Regions from separate parts of the Sus scrofa genome. Here region 2 is linked to region 1. Evidence: chromatin contacts called from public Hi-C data. All regions are on one chromosome and are shown on one strand. Each heading gives the region's core, a stretch centred on a gene start, on an enhancer-like site or on the middle of the called end of the contact. The rest is flanking DNA. Distances are from core to core; before and after follow the strand shown. Region 1 overlaps LNX1 (E3 ubiquitin-protein ligase LNX). Region 2 has its middle 150 kb from the start of CHIC2.

What was found. Hi-C and Micro-C count contacts between places; a contact is called where the count stands out from the background.
Region 2: a Hi-C map of retroperitoneal adipose tissue shows a contact between it and region 1, with 1.8 times the contacts expected there. The contact joins two enhancer-like sites. A contact is called at or near these places in 3 of 47 Hi-C or Micro-C datasets (heart right ventricle, omental adipose tissue and retroperitoneal adipose tissue) and 1 of 2 datasets of contacts at active chromatin or transcription factors (skeletal muscle).

Annotation. Positions count from the first base shown.
Region 1 is chr8:40,319,369-40,326,635 of Sscrofa11.1, reverse strand. All of the region lies in intron 6 of LNX1 (E3 ubiquitin-protein ligase LNX), which reads left to right. Among named protein-coding and RNA genes, the nearest start is that of LNX1, 150 kb to the left of the region's middle. Within about 2 kb of position 2,760, at least 15 of the 83 cell types and tissues checked have an H3K27ac peak or open chromatin away from gene starts, as enhancers often do. A contact at or near this core is called in retroperitoneal adipose tissue, where this site is marked.
Region 2 is chr8:40,697,268-40,704,534 of Sscrofa11.1, reverse strand. No RefSeq gene overlaps it. Among named protein-coding and RNA genes, the nearest start is that of CHIC2, 150 kb to the left of the region's middle. Within about 2 kb of position 3,799, at least 7 of the 83 cell types and tissues checked have an H3K27ac peak or open chromatin away from gene starts, as enhancers often do. A contact at or near this core is called in retroperitoneal adipose tissue, where this site is marked.

The DNA.
Region 1 (7,267 bases), core at 1,511-4,010:
GCTGTGGCTGTGGTGTAGGCTGCCAGCTCTAGCTCTAATTCGACCCCTAGCCTGGAAACTTCATATGCCGTGGGTACAGCCATAAAAAGCAAAATTTTAAATTAAAAAAATATATATATCAAGGCAATGAACTGATTTTTTTTTTCTTTTCCACTTTTCACTTGGTTTCTTTACACATGCATCCATCTCCTCTTACTTTCCTGGCATGGTTGACGAAGCTGGATCAAACATGGGGACCTCAAAGGAGTCTAGTGATTCAATTCTCCTTCAAATTCTTTAGCATTTAACAAAGGCAGAGAGTTTCTATTCATAAAAACAGCACTTTACAGAAAAGGACTGCTTTGTCCTGTAGATATAAATTCATATTCTGGAAAAATCCATCAAGATCTTTCCCAACTTCTCAGATGTTTGTATTCTCTGTTCAGCGTTTTGCTTTGTTAAGTGTGATTTAAAAAAAAAAAAAATTCAAACTAGGCAGCCATTGGGAAATGAATTAGTGTGAATTTAGGTTACAAAAATACAGTGTTCATTCTTATAAGAGCATAATTGGTAACAAATATTTGAGGACCTATGAAATGTCTAGTCCAGATGTTCTAGTCTCTGAAGATTCTACAATAAACATATTCCAGGGAGAATGCAGTAAGCAAGCAAAGACCTAGTATATCAAATGGAAATAAAACAGCATCTTCTTACCCTGCCTTATTGATGTAAGAAGACCTCTCTTATATAAAGAAAGTGGCATTTGATCAACAACCAGAAGGTAGTGAGAGGGAGCCGTGAGGGTGTCTGGTGCTGAGATGAGCATGGACTTTGCAAACTGTGCTGTTTGCAAACCCTAGACCTGGTACCTTCTAGCACTCAGTCTCTTATGTGGCCTTTTTTGGCCTCTGTTGTCTCATCTGTGAAATGGGAATGATGAGTCCTACAGCACAGGGTTCCTGGCAGGAGTCAGAAAGACCCTCGGAAAAGGAGCCAGCAACTGGGCAGGCTGGGTGAATGCAGCTTCCTGCAACTTCCGCTTTCCCCTTTGCTGGATTATTCCTTAACAGGACCAGGAGGCGGGGCTTGGTGGGGACAGTAGGAAAGGATTTCTGCTTTGCTGAACCTCACTCTGGGTCACGTGTTCTGAACATAGTTTTCAGTGGAATCTCAAAACACCCATGACCTCCCTCGCCATATCACCCCCACTTCTTGCTTGGTGTGAATTCATGTTTAATCTCCTCATCCCTCGATTGTGTCATTTCCTAAATTTCTCCAGTCTTTTCATACCTAGGTTTGCAGTGGATTCTCTCTCTGATTGCAGATATGTCTGCGTCTATCCTATTTTATTTATTTTTTCTTCCTCCTGTCTCTCACATCTTCCATGGCTCTGCCCCCCGAGTGTCATCCATCAATCTTGTGACACCCTGTCCGTGGGTCATCCATCAGGGTATTAATTGAGAGTGATGTGATGGGAGATGGCTAAAATACCTTCTGAAACACCTCCCCATGCCTGAGCTTAGTACCATGTTTGTTTGAGATTTCTGGCTCTTTTCAGCCCCGCTTCGAATCTTCAGATGAGTAGTGAAAATAACATCTTTCCCAAGACATGACATGTTCTGCTCACTGTCCTGCCTCCCATCCCTTCCCATTCTTAACTCTAACAAGAAGTGCGTTTAAGTTCTCGAGATAAACTCCTCTACTGTCATATAAATACGGATTGTCCTTTGTTCATTCAATCCTGGTGTTCTGAACCTTTTAACTTTTGCTTCCCTAATATTAATACTATGATGTTTTAAAACCAACAATGGCATATATCATCCACTAACTTTTCACTACACCTTCCTTCTGTTTTCTTTCTCTATCACCATCACATGCTGTTGGTCTTTTTCCAATCTTCTGACATTCCCCCTGTGTGCAAGGTAATTTTTCAGAAATAATTATCCATCTTTACGGCACCATTGTTCAGTAAGCATATTAGTCAAATTCTTTTATTCCCCAGGGGTGTCTGTCACCTGGAGCAGCTGATTTATGTGTGTGTGTGTTTGCCAAATATTCCTGTACCTATTTTTTTTTCTTGTCCAAACCTATCTGCATGAGCTTAATTCTTCCAATTTTCATGTATACTTAGAAAGTTTTTTTTAAAGGGAGTTTAGCATTTCATGTGTTAACATTTTTATTTCAGTGTTTGCTTCTTTTAAAAACTTAACTCTGCGTTCCTTCAGGCCTCTTGGCCTATGTGTTTATGACTCGGGGTGAGCTTACAGATTTTTAAAACTATTGCTAAGTCCTTCTGTTTCAACTCATGTGTATTTTTCTCTGTTGGGCTTAACAACGTCCACTGTCTGGGCATCGTGTTGTTCTTAAGTATTCAGGACTGTTTGGTGATCTTAAGAGTTTCTAACATCTTTCTGATATTTCTGAATAGATGTATGCTTGTTCCATTTGATATAAATGGTTAGAGACTGGAATTAAAGAATTATGAAGTATACATTTTTTAAAAATGGAATATGCTGATCAGCTTCTTAGAAACCACTTCAGTTTCATTTCCCAAAGTGTAGAGAAGTTTCCACTAGGCGAATAGTTTGGCACACATTTTTCACTCTTTTCCTCAGAGAAATCATTTTAGTCAACCCAACCTCTATTTTTGAATGTGACTTTGCCAAGTCAACAGGATTTTAGAGAATATTTTGCTCAAAGTTTATTCTGTGTCCTGACTCAGTTGTTACCTCCACCCACCCACTGGAGAATCCTGAAGTCATAGAACGCATTCCTGCCAGTTATTTTTAGAATCTACTCCAATGCCCTTATATCACTCAAGACAAATGTTTGACCCCAATAAACGAGGACACTTAAATCTGTAACTTCTCTTTGCCAGTGACGACTCCAACAGAAAAGCTCTGTTTCTGATGCAATAACCCTTCTTCCTCACAAGATTTACAAGCTGGTGAGGCCCTTGACTTGGTGGTTGGTATCAGAGTACCTTTAAGTGAAGCCCCGTGGGCACTTAGAGCTGTGAGAACAGTAGAGTTGCAGGGTCGTTTTATTTTCTTCAATGGCATTGGATTTGGTACTGATTGGTAGACAGCAAAAAGAACTAGAGTAACTCAAGATACTAGATTTCTCATCTTAACCACACGGCCAACTCAACCTGTGTCATGGATGACCCATGGGAGGACAGAAGAAATTAACACTCACTAGAGCTGATAGAAAAAGAGCGCGCAGCCTCGCTGTGGTGGACTCCCCTGCAGCTTACGAGAAGCTGTTGTCATCATTCTCTGAATGCACATTTAATCTTAAGCCAGGCAGCAAACACAGTCTTTGATAACATTGGTTTCAGGTATCTGAAGTCCTGGTATTTAAAGGCTTATGTACACATACACTCCAAAGGGATCAGAGCAGGGGTTAAACCAAACAAGTTTGAGCTGACTCATTCTCTGCAAATATGAGAATGCTTACACCGATTATGCTCCTGCTGCTCGACGAAAAAGGTCAAAAGTTCTAAAATACTACTCAAGTTCTAAAATCTCATGCTTAAAGGCATTTTTCAAAAATTTTTTTGTAGTTGATTAACAATGTTGTGTTAATTTCTGCTGTGTAGCCAAGTGTCTCAGTTAGACATATATATTCTTTTCCGTTATGACTTATCTCAAGATATTGAATACAGTTCCCTGTGCTATACAGTAGGAACTTGTTTATTATCCATTCCTATATATAATAGTAAACAAGTCATTTTTCTTTATTTTTTTGTCTTTTTAGGCCCTCACTCATGGCATATGGAAGTTCCCAGGCTGGGGGTGGAATTAGAGCTGCAGCTACCAGCCTGCACCACAGCCACAGCAATGGGGATCTGAGCTGAGTCTGTGACCTATACCTTAGCTCGCAGCAACTCCAGATCCTCAACCCACTGACAGAGGCCAGGGATTGAACCCACATCTTTATGGATACTAGTCAGGTTCATCACCACTGAACCACAAGGAGAACTCCAACAGGCGATTTTAAAAGGAGGAACTAGGAGTTTCTGTCGTGGCTCAGTGGTTAATAAATTGGACTAGGAACCATGAGGTTGCAGGTTCGATCCCTGGCCACGATCAGTGGGTTAAGGATCCAGCATTGCCATGACCTGTGGTACAGGTCACAGACGTGGCTCAGATCCTGCATAGCTATGGCTCTGGCATAGGCCAGTGGCTACAGTTCTGATTAGACTCCTAGCCTGGGAACCTCCATTTGCCACAGGTGCAGCCCTGGAAAATACAAAAAGATAAAAAATTTTTTTTAAAAAAGGGACGAACTAGGGAACAAAAGCATTTTATCAGCCCAGACATAACTCAATGGGTAAAATATCTATATCCATCTTTTTATGGACAGGAGGTAAGATAATGTCCCCACTTCTTCAGACTCTGCTTGATGACCAGAAGGGTAGGAAATATAGCTGGGGACCTTCTGGGAAGGAGACAGTGGACAACTCCCTCATCCAGATCTAGCCTCAGGCAGCTTCGCTTGGCACAGAGCCCCTGTGGCCCCATCCATACCAGAGGGAGCCCTTAACTGTGCGGTTTCTGTAAAGCACCAGAGCTCCTTTGATGGAGCAGGATGGCTACATGGCTGATCTGATTATAGTCAGGAAATCTACCATATTTAGAGTAGAAAAAAATTGAAACAGATTAAGCCCTTGGAACTGACTCCACTTTCAGTGGGACCAAGTTGATTTCGTCGTCTTTCTGGATCTCCTTCAACCAAGCAGCTCTGTGGGACTTGGCCAGATGACACTGCACGAGTGTCAATGGGCTGTTTGGCTTTACTCCCTCTGATTAGTTCCAGAAGTTGCAGAACACGTTGTCCCTGCTGAGGGTCTGCAGTTGCCTTTTTTTTTCCCTCTCTCTCCCTTTCTACCCCAAAAGGGCCCTTCTTCCAATGTGTTCATGTTCTGCCGTTCCTGGACATGTGAAAATCATGGGCTAGATGCTAATGATGCCTGCTTTGTGAACTTGTGGGTCGTGTCCCCAGGGAGCTGCACACCTGCAAGTTTGAAAGCTCTTTCAATCACAGTTTTTGAATCACAGATGAATCAAGAAAGACGCAGGCTGCATGGGGACGAACCTTTAACCAAACACATGCCATGATACTAGGCGTAAGCTATCCGGCAGAGCAAGCCAGTGGACTGACTTTTCTAAAATGTCAGACTTAGAGTTTCTGTGGTGGCGCAAAGGAAATGAATCTGACTAGTATCCATGAAGGTACAGGTTCAATCCCTGGCCTCGTTCAGCGGGTTGGGGGTCTGGTGCTGCCATGAGCTTGCGGTGTGCGTCACAGACATGACTCACATCCCACGTTGCTGGGGCTGTGATGTAGGCCGGCAGCTGCAGCTCTGATTCGACCCCTAGCCTGGGAACTTCCATATGCTACAGATGTGGCCCTAAAAAAGCAAAAAAATAAATAAAATGTAAGACCTACTCAGATTAACTGGACCTGAACTGCCATTTGGTGGGTCTCCAGAGATGAACCCTGATCTATTCGGAAAGGAAGCACAGGGGTTGTGATCTCATACCGCATCTCCAATTATGTGTCTCTCCCTGGCATTTTACCTGGGGTTGGTAGGAGCCCCAGTGCAGCAGAACTTAAGGAGGCGCTGTTCCTTGTAGCAAAAGACAGTGCTGCCCAAGGTATTTTTCTGTCACTGCCAATCCTGGCTCTTTGGCTTGAAGATGAGGTCCCACCCAACATAGGGGATTTGTGGCCAGTCGAGGAGAAAATGGTGCAGATACAGCTGATAGCATAGTGTCCCAGTCCCAGGAGCCATTAGACACCCATCCTGAGGCCCCTGTGTATTCCTCACTCTCCCTTCCTCTCTGTTCTGGGCGCTGGGCTTGTGAGTGTGTTTTTGTGATTGTGGGTTTGGTTTTTTTATTGATGTATAGTTGATTTGAAATATTATGTTAGTTTCTGCTGTACAGCAAAGTGATTCAGTTACACAGACACACACACACATATATACACTCTTTTTTTGTAATCTTTTCCATTCCCGTCTATCACAGGATATTGAATGTAATTCCCTGTGCTATACAATAGTACCTCGTTGTTTATCCATTCTGTATATAATAGTTTGCATCTGCTAATCCCCAAACTCCCAATCCATCCTTCCCCCTTGGCAACCGCAATTCTGCTCTTTATGTCTGTAAGTCTCTTTGTTTTACAAATAAGTTCACTTGTGTCATATTTTAGATTCTACGTATAAGAGATATGTGATATTTGTCTCTGTCTGACTTGTCTCACTTAGTATGATTGTCTCAAAGTCCATCCATGTTGCTATAAATGATGTAATAATGGCCTTGTTTAATTCTTTTTATGGCTGCATAGTATTCCATTGTATATACCTACCACATTTTCTTTATCCATTCATCTGTTGATGGACATTTAGGTTTTTTTCATGTTTTAGCAGCACTGTTCACAATAGTATGAACATAGGGGTGCATGTATCTTTTTGAATTATAGTTTTCTCTGGATATATGCCCAGGATGGAATTGCTGGACATATGATAGCTCTATTTTTAGATTTTTTTGTCTTTTTTTAGGGCCACACCTGTAGCATATGGAGGTTCCCAGGCTAGGGGTTGAATCAGATCTGCAGCTGCCAGCCTACACCACAGCCACAATGTCAGATCCCAGCCATGTCTGCCACCTACACCACAGTCACAGCAATACCAGATCCTTAACCTGCTGGGCAAGGCCACAGATTGAACCCACGTCCTCATGGATACTACTTCTTTTCAGGTGTCTCGGATCACCTGTGTCACTGACTTCCCCATATCATCACCTGAAAAGAAGGAACTAGATGGACCAGATTGGGTATTTTTATAAGGAAGGAATGCTACTCATTGAAAGCTCTTTCCATTTTCAGTTACAAGGACCTTCTCTTCCTTGGCTGTGTGACAGAGTGTGGTTTGGTAGGACTCTTAGCAGATAGGCAAGCAGTGCAAAGGAAAGTTCTAGGGACTTCCCACCTCTGAGGGGCTCAGGCATCACTGAGTCTCGTGAGTCTGATGGCAGAGCTTGGTGTTGGGTACAGAATTGACTTTGAGGAGTTTTACCATGGATCAGTGGTTAACAAACCCGACTATTATCCACTGTGAGGATGTGGATTCAATCCCTGGCCTCGATCAATGGGTTAAAGATCCGGCATTGCCGTGAGCTGTGGTGTAGGTCACAGACACAGCTCGGATCTCACGTTGCTCTGGCTGTGACATAGGCCAGCAGCTATACCTCCAATTCGACCGCTGGCTTGGGAACCT
Region 2 (7,267 bases), core at 2,550-5,049, 380 kb before region 1:
CGCATCCTCATGGATACTAGTCAGGTTTGTTCCCGCTGAGCCACAACAGGAACTCCCAAACCCTGATCTTCTTCCTCAAATCAGTTTCTTCACCCTCCCCTTGTGCGTCTATTAATGATACTTTTGCCCCAAATTCATTCTGTCCCTGCCTTTCCCTTTCAACACGTACTTGGCTGCAATGCCACTAACACCACCACTGTCCCCTTCTCTCCGTTTGTGCTGGCCGCCGCAGCATTTCATCCCATCTGTTTTTGCAATACTAGTGCAAAATACTGGTCTGTTCACTTTCTGCTACCCCTTTGAATCTGCTCCACTTCTCCATGTCAAACTAATTTTTCTAAAATTAGCTCCAGTCATGATCAAACCTCCAATGGTTTCCTATTATTGCCTTTTGGCATCAAGTGCACTGGCCTGATGCTGGATTTCTCCAGAGTGTGGCTTTAGCTAGCATTTTCCAGTCTCTCTCTTTTTTTCTTTTTAGGGCTGCACCCATGGTATGTGGAGGTTCCCAGGCTAGAGGTCCAATTGGAGCTACACCACAGCCATAGCAACACCAGACCCAAGCCTCATCTGCGACCTACCCCACAGCTCACAGCACTGCTGGATCCTTAACCCGCTGAGCGGGTCCAGGGATCGAACCCGCAACCTCATGGTTCCTAGTCGGATTCGTTAACCACTGAGCCATGATGGGAACTCCTCCAGCCTCTTTTATCTCCTCCTCCTCCAATTATAAGCAATGAGGCCATTGGCTGCTCAGGAAGGACCCCACTCTCTTCTGCATCCTTGCCTTAGCTCAGAGGATGCCTGGCATCCTCTTGTCTGAGCATCCACCATCCATCTGCCTTTGGAAACCTGCCTGCTCTTCAGGGCTCAGTGCAAAGGCTTTTTCTTTTATGATGTTTCCCTTTGGCCCTCTGCTCCAAATGAATACACCCTCTCCTTTTGCCATTTGTTTGTATTTTTCTTCCTGGTGAATTCAATTCTGCCTTGTATCATGGTTACTTACGGCCTTGTCTGCTTCTTCTTACTGGATGCTTAGTCTTTGAAAAGCTAGAAGAGTGTCCTTTTCACCTTTGTGTGTCCAACACACAACCTTACACATGTCAGGAGCTCAAAAATATGAACAAAATGTGGGGATCAATCTGGAATTAACAAATACTCCCCTGTCAAAAGAAGACAGTATATGTATGTGTATATACATACAGACATACCTATATATATAGTTAAAAATATATATATAGTTAAAAATAGCTTGATATGTTGGGAAAATGTGCTTTGTTTCTTTGTTTGTTGTTTGCTTTTTATGGCTGCACCTGCAGCCTATGGAAGCTCCCAGGTTAGTGGGTGAATCGAAGCTGCAGCAGCCGGCCTACACCACAGCCACAGCAACACGGGATCCAAGCCACACCTGCAACCTACCCTGCATCTCGAGGCAACGCCGGATCCTTAACCCGCTCAGTGAAGCCAGGGATGGAACCTGTGTCCTCATAGATACTAGTTGGGCTTGTAACCCGCTGAGCCACAACGGGAACTCCCCAGATGTGCATTTTTGAATGCTCAGGTTGTAATCCTTTATTGGGTAAAATGACACGTTCATGGAAACTCCTCTCCTAAATGTGCATCTAGCCCCACCCAATATGGTGACATCCCAGGCAGGAGACAGGATAACCTTGCCAGGACCTAATTTTTGAATGTGCAGGGCGCATGTGGATCTTATTTTGAAATGACTGAAAATTCTCTAAGTCTGGCCTGAGAGGAAAATCTGAGTCCCTTTCCCCATATGCTGATAATACAATCTGAGCACAAAGAGAAGCAACTGATAAACCTACAGACCTGGTCTCCATCTGCACGAGGAAGGGTGTGAACTCAATGAGCCTTTGTGCGTCGTTAGAGTTTGAAAAAGATGACACCTTCCTTTATTTTCTTTGAGAGGTTTAGTCCATCTTAATTTAAAAGGAAAAAAAAAAAAGAACCCCTAATTTCTCCATGGGTCAGGCTTTCACAGCGCGGGGAAAAGAGTGACTTTTACAAACGCACTGCTTATTTTGTGGTGACTGCAGAGCCTAATATCTAATCTACTTCCCCACTTCCTGTGTTATGAAATGCTGGGCATAGTTTTCTCTTGGCTCAGTTGCATTTCGATAAGAGCCAAGAGCTGGAATGAAAGACGCAGCGAACACTGCCCTCTTTCGTCCGCCCAGGGTTTGTGCCGCTTCTTCCGGATGAATGTGCGTAAGGCTCAGTCAACCTTGGTGTGTAATTCCGTTTTAATTGTTCCCTGTGTGACCCTGTTTTAGCAACCTGGGACATCTTTATTTTGGTGTCCCAAACAGTTTAGCTTACCCAGGGCCACCGCTTTGCACCCCAAACCATTTAATGATGGTTGTTCCGTGCTGCCCCTCAAATGCGGGTGTAAGGCAGAAAAGAGGATCTGTTGTTGGCAGTTTCTCTGCTCCGTTTGGATTACTAGGGAGCAAAAGATAAAACCCGGGCAGAAAGCAATGTGTCAGCAGGAACGGACCAAGGTTCCCTACCCACTGGGTAACCCTTTGCTTGGGAGAGATGGTTTCGTCTGAGTAGCTTGAGAACTTCTCAAATAATTCGGTTATGAAGCTCTTGTAACTGTCTTGGGAGATAGGAAGGAAGAGACTTTGTGGACAGAATAAATTGCCAGAGCACTTGAACTGACCAAAGCAGTGCTGGCAGGGAAGGGCCTTTCTGTTTTTGGAATGACTTATACATTTTTAAAAGGCCTATGTGGAAATTAAAAATTTATATGCCCTCTTTGAGTGGTTGACCTGAATCACGATTTGTAGTGACTTCTTTCTTGTGAGCCTATGTTTGGAGGGGCTTCGGGGTACACAGATCGGGGGGAGGGAAGAAGAGGTGCTGGGGGGCCCTGAGCTTATGAGGACAGGTTAGAGCCCTCTTGGCTCTGTGCCTGAATGCAAATTACTTCATTTGGGGAGTTCTTGTGTTTCAGTGAGTTAAGAACCCGACTGGTATCCATGAGGGTGTGGGTTCAATCCCTGGCCTCGCTCAGTGAGTTAAGGATCTGGTGTTGCCATGAGCTGTGGTGTAGGTCACAGATGAGGCTTGGATCTGGCATTGCTGTGGCTGTGGCTGTGGCTGTAGCACAGCTGCAGCTCCAATTAGACCCCTAGCCTGGGAACTTCCATATGCCACACTTGCAGCCCTAAAAAGAAAAAAAAAATTCACTTCATTTGGTTTGAAAGCTTTAAACGTCATATTGTTGAGGCTTCTGTGCATCAATTAATCATCTTCTGTGTCCGTGCACCTGCTGTGTATGCAATCAGGCATCAAGGCGCCTAGGAAAGATGTGTTCTGATGGGAAAGGGGAGACTTCATTGGGGCTTCAAATTCTAGGAAATCAAGTTTGTGGTCTGCAAACTGAATCACTCTGTTCTTAAATTTTAGCCCGAGTTCCTGCAGCTTTGGGTCCTTCCTTTCCCAGGACAGTTCTGGAGACAGACCTTCAGCTCCATTCTGCTCCGAAGGGAACTTGTGCTGTGTCAGGTCATTTGGAAAAAATGATGAGATCAAGTCATTATCAGCACGAATGGAGCAGTAGGGAATGGGTCCCAGGGAACCTTCCCTAATCCCATAACTCTTTGAAAAGCCCTGCAAAGATGCTCTTGCCAAGTCCTGTCTCATCAAGCCAGGGGTGTTATCCTTACAAAAGGAACATCAGGACTCTTCTTATCCATGGTATCCTCTCACCAACAGTAGATCTCTAAATTATCAGGGGTAAAGTATGTTCAAGACTCAGAAAATATCCATCAAAGCACAAAGTCAGGAAACAGATCTGTTTAGTTGTTTTTCTTTCTGCTAAAAGCCTTTGAGGAAGCATTTGCATTGGCCTATGCCCAGGTGTCTAGAATCAGCCAGATTACAAGCGGGGACTTCTCAGCTGGGTGGTGATCAGAATGCTTCCTCTACAAGAGGGCTTCCATCCAGATATACGGAGATGGAATCGGAAACTCAGGTCTTTACTGACTTAATTGCATAGAGCCCCACAGCAGCCTGGTAAGGAACTGTCAATGTGTTGCAATCTTTTGGAAATACTGACACCAAAAGATTTCATTATGAAAAATTATTATCCAATGAGGAAAGCAGAACAAATTACAGAAAATTCTAGAGTCCCCGTGCACATCATTGAAATGGGTGCTACCTAAGAGAAAAGTCACGTTGAGTTTATATGCTTTCTTTAGGAAATAGGAATCCTTAGTCCTTGAGTCCAATACAGCTATACTAGAGGGAAGGAGATGTCCATTTATCAACAAGAAAATGTACATTTGTGTCAAAAGCTAAGGGGATTAAAAAAAATAATATCCTTGTAAGTTTCTTTATTGGGACCATGAATGAAATACTGAATATTAATTGTTTGCATTTACATGACATTTTACTCATCAGAGAACTTTCTGACCATTTGGCAACAGAGGTGAGCTGTGGGGGGAAGATTAGGAGAAAAGCCAGGTGACAGTGTAAGTTCATGAAGGAAACCGGAAACGGAAACTAAAGAGTGTTATTTCCGCTCATTTGGGTAACGGACTGGTGTTGGACAAACTGTCCCAGGAAATAATCAAGAGAAGAGCAGGCGTCGTGATGAAAGACTTCCTTCTCTTCTTTTCCTCCCAACGCTTCTTCTCTGACCACAGTTTGAACACATTTCAATCACCAGCGGCCCCAGCAGGGCGAGGATGCCACAGGGCTGCCTCTCTGCCTGGTAGCGTTCAAGGGTTGTATCCAGGGCTCTTCCCGGAAGTGCGGGTGGAGCCCGGTGAGTTACCGTATTTCCCCTGCAACTGCCGCCGTTTCACCAAAACCATAGGGCTGGGCTGCCAGGGACTGCTCTGTGCTGGCACTGGATGTACACATTGTCTAAAAGAATAAAGGGCAAGTAGGCACCTATAAAGTGTAACGACTGTTCAGTTAGCTTTTCCACGGGAATGTGGAATGGGCTGATATAGATCTAGTCCAGGAATCCCTCTTAGCCCTGAGGTCCCCGTGTTCTAGGACATTTTCTGCAGACTGGCTTAAGCCATGGTAGCGTTAAATAAATAAAGCATGACGCTGCTACCTTCTGGGGAACACAGCAGATTCTTCTGGTTAGTGGGGGGAACGCAGTGAGCTATGCACAGAGCCTTTCTGAACCAGGAGCAGCCAGCTTCCCATCTGACAAAACAGATTTGCCAGCTTGACTTTGAACTTAAGTCAACAAAGACAGAAAAAGTGTGGGAAATGCAGTCATTTCAAGGGAGGACTCCGTGACTATTTTGTGAACTAAGGCGGCAAGGTCTTTACAAGGATGTTAGGAATTTATTTTTCAGAACCTTCCAGAAGACGATGCATATGAAAATATCATGTAAACTGTAGAGTTCTTCCTGAAAGGACGTTTTTAGACTCAGCAGCGTGAAAGTACTGAAAATATCAGGGAAGCCTGAATGGAAGCATGAAAGAGACCTTGACAGGTCCTTTCTAGGTGCACAGGAAAGTGTGTTCATTTTTAGAGGTGTTATTAAAGAGAGTGAAGATGCTGCGATAATTTAGAATATGGTTTCTACCCTGGCAGAGGCTGATGCGAAATTACAGAAGATAAAGGAGGAGCTTTTTTGTTTGTTTGTTTGTTTGTTTTTTTTTAGGGCCGCACCTGTGGCATATGGAGGGTCCCAGGCTAGGGATTGAATTGAAGCTGCAGCTGCCAGCCAGCGCCACAGCCACAGCAATCGTGACTGTGACCTACACGGCACTTGTAGATCCTTAACCCACTAAAGAGCGTCAGGGATCGAACTCACATCCTCATGGATACCAGTCGGGTTTGTTATTGCTGAGCCACAACGGGAACTCCCCATTCACGTCTATAAATCCTTTCTTCCCTTAGTCAGAGGAACAGCCCTTTGAAATGGGGGACACAACGTCCAACTCAGCCAAGAGGAAACTGGCAACTCCTCCTGGCTATTGCTGTCCAGACTCACCCGATGTTCTCTGATTTGTTCACTCGGGTTCAAGAAGCTGGCCAAGGGAGGTGTCCCATCCCCGTCTGGGGGGGTCGGGAAACGTGGCTGTGGGATCCATGGCCGTCTCTTCCACTCATCAGCCATTCAGTATGGCAGCAGCTGCTGACATCTAAAGCTGAAAAGAAGGAGGTTATGGCACAATAAAATGGACGAGCCCATAAACCTCCCCTTGGTGATTGGTCATGCTCTTCTGCATCCTGCCTGTCCTTCACCCATTTTTATCACTGGGCTCACGGCAGGCCGCCACTCAGAGCTTGTCCACAACAAAGGTGCATTCGTTCCAGACAGAAGCATGGCGCCTGGAGCAGCCCCTACCTTCCCTAAAGCAAGAAGACAAAGGGGAAAGGCAACAATACCAGCAGTAATGACGACAAAACAATTTAAAAGTGGACACTCAAACAACAACCCCTTTGGCTGGGGAGGACTGGTCTGGGCTGAGTTGGAAGTTCCCAGGAAGGAGTATTTGCATCAGCATCACCCATCACTGTGGCTGCAAGAACAATGCTGAAGGTTCTGGGGGTCGGGTGTCCTTGTCATGTTCATTTATCTATGGAGACTCAAGCCCCTGCAGAAGGAGTGCAGGAGATGGATGGAGAGACTCGGCAGACACATAGGCCAGGTCCAGCTATCTGTGGAGTGGCTCACATGCCTGGCTCAGGGAGAGGCTGCCTGGGTCTGAGACTGTACTGCCAGGAGAGGAGATGGCATATCAGCTATTGCGGTCATATCAGCTATTGTGGTACATTCTGGTTCACAGAGAACTTCCACCTGGTGGAACTTCCACCTCTTGGGATGGGTGTTTTCCTTCTCAGCTGCAAATGTGACTTTCAATCATACAGCCCTGACTCTTGTGCCCACCTTGCCACTTTATAGACAGGTGTCACCTGAGCAAAGCACTGGTGAGAAAACTGAGCCTCAAGAGAGTTAAGGGACTTGCTTCATCCTGGCAGAAGACAGAGCAAATGCAAAGGTCCTGAGGTAGGATCAGGCATTACCTCTTGGTCCCTCTTCTAAGAATGAATCCGTATTGGTGCCTGATCAGATCTTATGACTGCTTCCTTCTCATCGTTTTTGTCTCCTTAGTAAGCAGTTCTCTGCTACATCTCTGTCCCATTCTCTTGAGGAGTTTTTCCAGAACACGTAGCTCTTCAGAAATGATCTGGTCTATGGGCTTCAGTGGTATTGCCTGGCTAGCTGGGAAGCAAACTGCATGTGAGCAAGGACCTTGG